2 separate regions of the Gossypium hirsutum genome follow, and region 2 is linked to region 1. Evidence: chromatin contacts called from public Hi-C data. All regions are on one chromosome and are shown on one strand. Each heading gives the region's core, a stretch centred on a gene start, on an enhancer-like site or on the middle of the called end of the contact. The rest is flanking DNA. Distances are from core to core; before and after follow the strand shown. Region 1 holds the start of LOC107915460 (60S ribosomal protein L13a-4). Region 2 holds the start of LOC107914835 (transcriptional corepressor LEUNIG_HOMOLOG).

Region 1 (4,243 bases), core at 1,320-3,819:
ATGAAACACAAATGTTAGAATATGCCTATAAATTTTAGGTTTGAAATACTTATAATATTGGTCAAATATAATATAATAATTTATGTGATGAGACACATCGTATATAAAATAAGCCATATAATCCAAGAGTGAAGGAAAATGACTCTGAAGCAAATATTGGGAGGACAAAAAAACCAGAGTACCATACAAAATGTATATAAGCATAACATCATCTACTTCAAAAGATACGAGGACAATAAGATTATGAGTCACTCAAAAAAAGACTATCAAAATGCATTGAACTTAACCAAATTGTTTCAACACACCTTGGTCTATGAATCAATATTTGATGGGAGCAATAACTTCCAACTGCGCACCAAGCTTCTCCTCCGCCACCTTCTCAGCTTTAACCCTAAGCTTAACGAGTTGCTTCCGTCTCTCGTATGCCACTTGAGCTCTCTCTTTCCTCTTCCTCTCGAGCTCCTGGAGGGAAGAAACAAGGAATCAGGAAATCAACAGATGTTATCAACTCCCAAGGTTTAGTAGTTGTGTGTATAACAAAAAGATGAAGAACTGTACAATATCAAATACCAAAATAAGAGTATTTCATCCAAGTAAACAACACTCAATAAAAGAATTGAGCAGTCAGCAATACATGGTAAAAAAAGTTGGGAAAAGTCGAGCATGCATGCTCAAATCAGATCCCAACCTTCAAACCAGAGACTGAGCAACATAGGATGAGTACAAAACAAAAAGTGATGTTCTCTTGCTTGCATGTAAGATCTCGTTCTATAAAAACCTTCTTGGAGTTTACTAGGATTAAAGCGTTCAGCAAAAAAGCTTTTAGGTTATAACAATGTAATAAACAACGTTCTATGTTGATGAACTTTAAATGAAAACAAGCCAAATATCAGTCTTCACCTTGATAGTGTCATAGTGATTCCATCCAACCTCAGATGAGAGCTTGCCCAACAAGCAGTACTCGTGTCCTTTCTGAAGCCTCAAAACCCTAATTTAAAAACCAAGAAGAATTTTAAATCATTGTACATAACTAGTCAGTGATCAATGCAAGTGAAGGAAATCTAATTTGCGGATAAGAAATTGACCACCAAAAACTCACTTGAGAGCATCAGGAATAACCATCCTCTTCATCTTATCATAAGGTGCAGGAATCCCCTCATAAGTCTTCAAGCGAGCAAGAGCTGCTGCTCCACGTTTAGTCTTGTGAGGAATCATACTGCAATAAAAAACAAATATAAATAATCATAAGCAGCATAGTTAAGGTGTGCACCTTCATATTTAATTTATTCCATTCACCATACTTTTACTAGTAAGAAAAGGAATAAATGAACTATCTACTTCTCAATATTCAAGTACTCAACAATATATGTGAACCATAAAGAAATAATGTATATTGACCACAAAGGAAAAAGAAAACTCTGCAAGCATTGTAGGATAAACTAAACTACTCTTCGGAGTTTATTATCAGAATTGTATATACGCAAATATTCAATGAGCTCCTTTCAGTCAAGCAAGCACTTTTTAGCATCTTGCACGATATAAAGGTTCTAACACCTAAACATAGCTAATGTACCATTTTTTTTGTTCTGACCCAGAGTATCCACCGCTAACAGTAGTGACTAATCCCCTCATCACGAATGCTCTCTGAAGAGGTAAACAGCTGACCATGAAATGTGCTTGATTTCCATAAGCAAGAATTGAACTCAACCACATGATTAAGGGACAAAGTGAGCAACCATCACACCATACTTCATGCACCATTCACAACACTTAACAAAACTACATCACAACTGAAAATGCAGTGAGTGTAAACTTCATATATAATGAATCAAAACACCCTTTGCACCATAAGATCCATAGATCTTCACAGCTGTATTCTCTTAACTCACAGATAATAACCTCAAGCACATTCGTACTTTCCATTTCTTAAATGAATAATGAGGAATCAGAAAATCCATCTGAACTTTTTATTATCAAACATAAACAGCACGCAACTTCCTCTTCATTCTTTGCAAGATTTTCCAACAACATATACAAAAAACTTGAAATCAATAAACCAAATATCCATCATAAAATGAAAACAGAAACATACCAACGAATGGTACGCCAGAGGATCTTAGCAGGAGCACGAAAGTGGATGGGACCATGAGAAGGCTTAGTGTTCATACGCTTCCTCAAGAACCTCATGTACTTCATCTTCTGCCTCACCAATCCACCCGAAATGCAAATTTCCTCACATCTCACCACCACTACTTTCTGCCCATTCAACAACTCCTTGGCCAATATCGATGCCAGCCTTCCTAGCATGTGATGCCTAGCATCCACCACCACCCTCTTCGCGCAGATCCCTGAGCCTGAAACCATCTTTTCCTCTTCTTCTTTGCTTGATAGCTTAGCCCAGCTGCTGCTGCTGCTGCTGCCGCTGCCGCCCTTCCAACAAAATTATGTTGGTTGCAGCCTCTAGGGTTTTTAACAGGCTCTTTTTTAGGGTTGGTTTTTGGGTTAAGAAACAAAAAGACATGATGTAAGAGAAAAGGAATGGACTTTGGTTAACTCAGGCCCAACTACTCTGACCTAAATTTACAACCCTTTGCCAACCCTTTGCATATTCAATAGCAAAATAATCTGAACCCCACGAGATTGGAAGAGTTTCAACTTTCCTAGAAAATTACCGAAATTCCCCTCTTTAAAATTTATAACTAATCATGTATTTTTTAAACTTCAATTAGATTTTGATTATTTTTATATTTTTAATAATATATTTTAATTTGTATGATATATATTTTTATTTAATCTCGTAATAATTAATATAATATTAAAAATTATGTAATATATTAAACTCAAATTTAGGTATTAAATTTCTATATCCAAAAAATTTAATGGTAAAATTTTAATTTTGATCTCTTTATTTGTTAGGTCATATAAAAAGAGTCAAATTATAAATTTAGTCTCAATACTACGTTTAAATTTAAGATTTAGGGCTAGTTTAGCATTGTTTTTAAAAAGTGTTGTGAAAAAGTACTTTTAAGAAGTGTTTGTAAAAAATTGTTTTTGAGAAGTGCTTTTGAGAAATACTTTTAAAAAGTTTGGTTTAATATTTAAGTATATAGTATTACTGTCAAAAAGTATTTTTAAGAAATAAAATGTCTATTTTACATATGGTATTATAAAGTAACAAATATACATTTAAATAATGTTCAAATTAGTTAATATTATGATATTTTTACAAGAATATAAAAAATAATTTATTATAACATGTTAATATTTTAATATATGAAATATAAATTAAATATTTTTAAATAATTAATATTAATTATTTATAAAATTAGATATTAACACATTTGTATTATTTTAAGAAATATTTTTTAATTAATAATTTTATTTTAAAATGTAATTTGAATATATAATCATATTGGATATTAACATAACATAGATAACATAAACCTAACAAATTAAAATATTATATGTATTTAGCTTAAAGTTTCAAAAAGGGGTAATATTTATATATATACCAAATATAAATATTAAAAATCTTACATTAGCATTTATAATTTAAAGTGAATTCATTAAACTAGAAGCTATAATATTTCTTGTTAATTCCATTTCAAAACCACTTGAATTGTTTGATTCACCATCATCATCATTATCATCAGTTTCACCATCATGCACATCTTATGAATCAATAATATTCTCATATGTCCTGTTAATATTTTCGTATTCCATAAAATTTGCATCATTTCAATAACATGTTTTTTACCCACTTTAAAAACACAAACGGTAATATTGTAAATATTACATAATTTGATCAAAATAAATGAACTGTAATATTGTAAATATGCAAAAACACAAATTTTAAAAATTATAAAGATAAAAAGACAAAGAAATTTGAAGGTTTTTAAATATAATAAAGAGGGGCAAAGTTCGAGACTATTCACTTCTAAATGCCGCAACCAGAACATACACTATGAGAAATGCAAGGATTGATGAATCATAAACAATATGTTAATGATTTAAGCATAGATAATACATAACTTGTGCCCATTATTATTGAAAAATCTCCAAATTAAGCTAAAAAATTTGGAATTCCTAAGTTCAAAAGAACAAGATGTCGAACTTTAATCTTGGAGCCCATGTTTCAGCAACTGAACAGAGCATAAAGCAAATACTTCAATTCATAATTCTAACTTCAAGGTACTGCAACCCCTAACCATTAATGTTCTTTAGGCTAAATGATTCTCATGGA
Region 2 (4,466 bases), core at 1,952-4,451, 140 kb after region 1:
ACTACTGAACTAGTACAACCACCATTACCAAATAATAATGTTAGCCGTAAATTTAACGAGAAAAGTAAAAGATATGCACTTAATAACAAAGGGATATAGAGACAATCAATGGTTGCAAATTATCTTGATTATATAAAGCAGATGGTATGACAACTGTCACAAGTATATATAGAGACAATTTAGTTATTTATTTCTCTTAAACAAGAATTTGAAAGACAAATGAAAACTATAAAGGTATATTTGACAATAGGGAATAATACAACAGTTAAAACTAATTCTGGAAGGGAAACCTTACTTTTGATGAAGTTGATTGCATTGGAGAACCTATAGATCCATCATTGACAATTGGCTGGCCTTCTTTTGCATTTAAGGTGCCTCGAGATAGTCCTGAAAATCTTTTAGGATCCATATCTCCATACATAGGGGAACTACCCATATTTCCTTGTGTCTGGACCTGCGCTAAGACCTGTTGTTGTTGCTGCTGTGGCAAAAGCTGAAACTGGTTTGCATTCTGTATGAATGGCTTTTGCACTTGAGCACCTAAATTTGGCCGAATTTGATCAATGCCCTGTAAAATAGGACAGAGTCAATTAAGGACAATAACCCAAATATGGAAAATAAAAATTAAGGACACAAGTCTAGTTTAAAGCTTACGGTTAATCGCCAACCCTTCAACGGAAGGCTACCAACTCCAGGGTTCAAACCTTAAAGAAGAAAAGTAAGCATGGAAATATAAGAATATATACAAGAATGCCTCGATTTAATAAACTACAGAACCAAAAGTTATTATATATGGTGCCTTCATTTCAAAAGAGAAATAAACCAGACAAAATAGAAACAGCAACTTCATGCAGTATTTTTTTAGAGTAGCTAGATTTAGCAAACGACAGTGCCAAACTAGAGAATCACCCAATTATCTTAAGTTACAGCGCACTAAGCATATCTTGCAGTAGCCCACAAGCAAACACCTAACCTACTAGCTTTCCTTTTGAAACTTTTGGGATCATATTGGCCAAATTTAGAAGCACGTGAGTTGAATAAGGTAGGAAAGATAAGATGGACTGTGATGAAACCAAATATAAAAATTTTTGTAGAGGCTGAATGGAAATGACATAATGTTATAGTAAATCAATAAATCCATGACAAGGTAATTAGAAGTTAGGTTATGGAAATGAAACTCATTAGTATGCAGCAAGGTGAATGGTGCAAAGTGAATATAACACCAGTAGTTACAAAGAGTACCTGTATTTCCTATTCCAGGTTTTGACTGCATGATTCCCTGTCCATAAATTGAGGAGGGATCCATGGGCATGGCTCTCTGTGGACCGCCCAAATTCACATCACCCTTAATGTCCTGCAAGGATATATATATATATATATATTAGTTCAAGAAAACAGAAAGAGATTGATTGCAAAATGTTGCAGCAAATACAGAAAGAACTTTTTCCAAGTAGCAAAAAAAAGTTAGTAGAATCAATGCCTGAATTTGTTGCAATGCTGCAGTTACACTTCCTTGATTTCCTTGAACCAACTGACTGCATCAGAGACAATTTTGATTTGTCATTAACCAGAAAAATGTTAATCGCAATAGACAAAATACCTTACCTAAAATGTACAAGTATATTTACCCAGGATGATTTGTAGCTGATTTTAAGAGGGCCATCCTAGCATCAAGAAGTGGCTGGGATGTCTCTGAATTTATTGCATTTGGGTGTTTCATGCGCTCTTCATACATTTTTGCTGCCAATGCACTTGCATTTGACTGCCCTAGCATTCCTTCAGAGCCAGTTGCATTTACAGGACCACCTAAAGAAGGATGATTAGGATCCCTGCGTTGCATCTGAGCTTGACGCATCAGTTGCAACTGCTGCATCTGCAACTGCTGTTGCTCCTTTGCCTTGATTTGTTGTGCCTGTAAGTAAATCCATAATGGTTCAAATCATTTGGTATAAATTGAAGAAATGACAAGGTACTTACAATAATACTTGCTAAAGTTGTAAGAAGTCACCTCTATGTATGCTGCAGCAGCCTCTGAATGCTTGTCATTTGTTCTCGATATAAATATGTCCCAAAAGACAGACCACCACTCAAAAAGAAACCCACCGGGAGCATCAATCGCTGGGTAAACAAGCAAGTCCTCAATAAATCACTTGTAAAACCAGATTCCCTCAACCAACAATATGCTACACAATTACAACATAACCAAGCAAAGTATAACCTTTAATTCCAAAGAAAAATTACCCCCTCCATTACGACCATTAATTTGGCATTTCTTACATTAATGTTAAGAATCTAAATGGCATACCCATTTAAAATGCCCAAGAAAAGTACGACAAGGTACTTTTAGGTAAAGTCAAAAGTCAATGTAACTTAGGTAAAAACAGATTCATATAAGAACTCCATTTCTGCATAAAATCTTCAGTCACACAATGTCATGAATTAACTAACAGAAATTGTACATAGTCAAAACCAATTCTTACCTACTGGATCCGGGGCGACTTTCCCTTCTGTCATGAAGGACTTTGCAGTGACATGCAGTTTTTTCTTTACCAAATAATCATATATATAAACATCAAGCCTGCCAACCAAAATTTAAATAGAAGTAAAGGAATCAAATTAAACTAAAAATAATATTCATTTTCTGAAATATCATATAGATACATCTTATCTGCTTCCCAATTACTCTGCGCCATCGTTTCAGCTCAAAAACAAATTAATTAACTGTTCAAAACAAAGCAAAGCAAAATTGATGTAGGGTTAAATTAAAAATTCGATTTACCAAAAAAGTTTACAAATTTAGTACAAGATATTATAATTGTAAAACATGAAACTACGTTGATCAAAACTAACCTTAAAGGGAGCAATTCAACGGATCAAGTCAATAGATCAAAGCCTGCATTACCACTCTTGACCTAGTGAAGAAGCGATCTAATATTGGTTTCTGCATTCAATAAGAAACAATTTAAAAAAAATCATAAATTTCCATAAAGCATCTTAATAAAAGATGAGATTAAATTAAAGAAGAAGGAAAAAGGTAAGACCTTATGAATTCAGAAAAGGAAGCTATAAATGGAATTAGGGTTTTCCTTTTAATAAGTTGATTTGATATCTATGATAGTTAACATAAGTGAAAATGGCCAAAAGGGAGAGTTTGAATAAGATCCAAACCAGAGATTCGGGTACTCGGGATCTGACTCAACAAACCTCAGGTTTGGAGTCCTTGAAGTTCAGAATAGTTGGTTCGGACTTTCTCAGTTCTCACACACCACGTCAGCAAAAGGACCCACCACATGCTTTTATATATACTTCTAAGTTTTTTCTTTTCTTTTTCTTTTTTTGATATAAATAGGTAATTTAATATGAAAAAGAATTCCTAATCTCACAACACTTCCCTAATTTCTTAGACTGCATTTCGATAAAAATTTTAAATTTTGGAATATTTTTAAAATGTTTATATTTCTGATTATTATGAATGAATAAATTTAAAATAAAAATTAGATTAATGAATTTTAATAAATTAAAACTAATTATAAAAAGTTAATGATATAAAAAATAAATAAGATAAACCTTAAAAAATTAACCAATATAAAACATGCACGAATTTGATTCGATTTATAAATATATATAAATATTTTTAGGGTAAATTACATCAATTATTCTCAAATTTTATTTAAAATTATATTTCGATCACCCAACTTTCAAATACTACATAATAGTTACTAATGTTATCAATTTGTTATATTTTTATCACTCGATTGCTAATTTTCGTTAAAAAAAGTAATATTGTACATTAATTCAAAAAGTTAACAGTTAATTTGGTTTCTCAGTTATAATTAAAAAATATTTTTAATATTTTTAAAGTTTTCTTAACAATAATTGTAAACAAATTCTTTAAAAAAAATATTAGACTAAAAATTATTATAAAAAAATTAAAAATCATAATTTTAAAAAAATAAAAAAAAATATTTTTAAATATGTATAAATCTAAAAAATTCTTAAAACTAAAACTAAAAAAAAGGTAAACTAATATTTCTTCTAAATTTTTATTTTATAAAAATCTTAAAATTTTCAAACTAAAACTCATTTGTTTTTACCTTTGATGAATACTTTCAATCACATCAACAACTTCATGTTGTTTTATCCAAAATTTTGTTTGCAAATTTTATTTTGTTTTTTTCTTTCTCAAATCCCTAAAGCCCCTAGCAAAATATATCTAAATGCAAGTTTCATATTTTGTTACAGCCCGATTTTTAGTGGTGACGGAACAGTGGTTTCGGGGCCACAAATTTCCGTCATGTCAACTTGTAAATATTATTTTTAAAATATTTATAGAGTCAATATAGTCATATTAAAATTTGGTTTAAAAATATTATCGTCTAGATAGTTAATTAAAGAAAAAGAACTAAATTGAAAAAGGTGCAAAACTTGTTAATTTTAGCATTTAGGTGATTAAATGGTTAATTATT

Evidence for each region. Hi-C and Micro-C count contacts between places; a contact is called where the count stands out from the background.
Region 2: a Hi-C map of leaf shows a contact between it and region 1, with 2.2 times the contacts expected there. The contact joins the promoter of LOC107914835 here to the promoter of LOC107915460 in region 1. A contact is called at or near these places in 13 of 34 Hi-C or Micro-C datasets (anther, callus, hypocotyl and 2 more).

Annotation. Positions count from the first base shown.
Region 1 is chrD10:29,456,100-29,460,342 of Gossypium_hirsutum_v2.1, forward strand. LOC107915460 (60S ribosomal protein L13a-4) reads right to left here and starts at 2,570. Exons shown (of 4, transcript XM_016844618.2): 1 at 2,093-2,570; 2 at 1,100-1,216; 3 at 901-988; 4 at 130-462. The coding sequence starts at 2,364. The coding sequence ends at 319.
Region 2 is chrD10:29,592,150-29,596,615 of Gossypium_hirsutum_v2.1, forward strand. LOC107914835 (transcriptional corepressor LEUNIG_HOMOLOG) reads right to left here and starts at 3,202. Exons shown (of 20, transcript XM_016843880.2): 1 at 3,042-3,202; 2 at 2,851-2,941; 3 at 2,662-2,721; 4 at 2,481-2,578; 5 at 2,009-2,118; 6 at 1,629-1,912; 7 at 1,481-1,535; 8 at 1,243-1,354; 9 at 655-704; 10 at 296-568. The coding sequence starts at 2,693.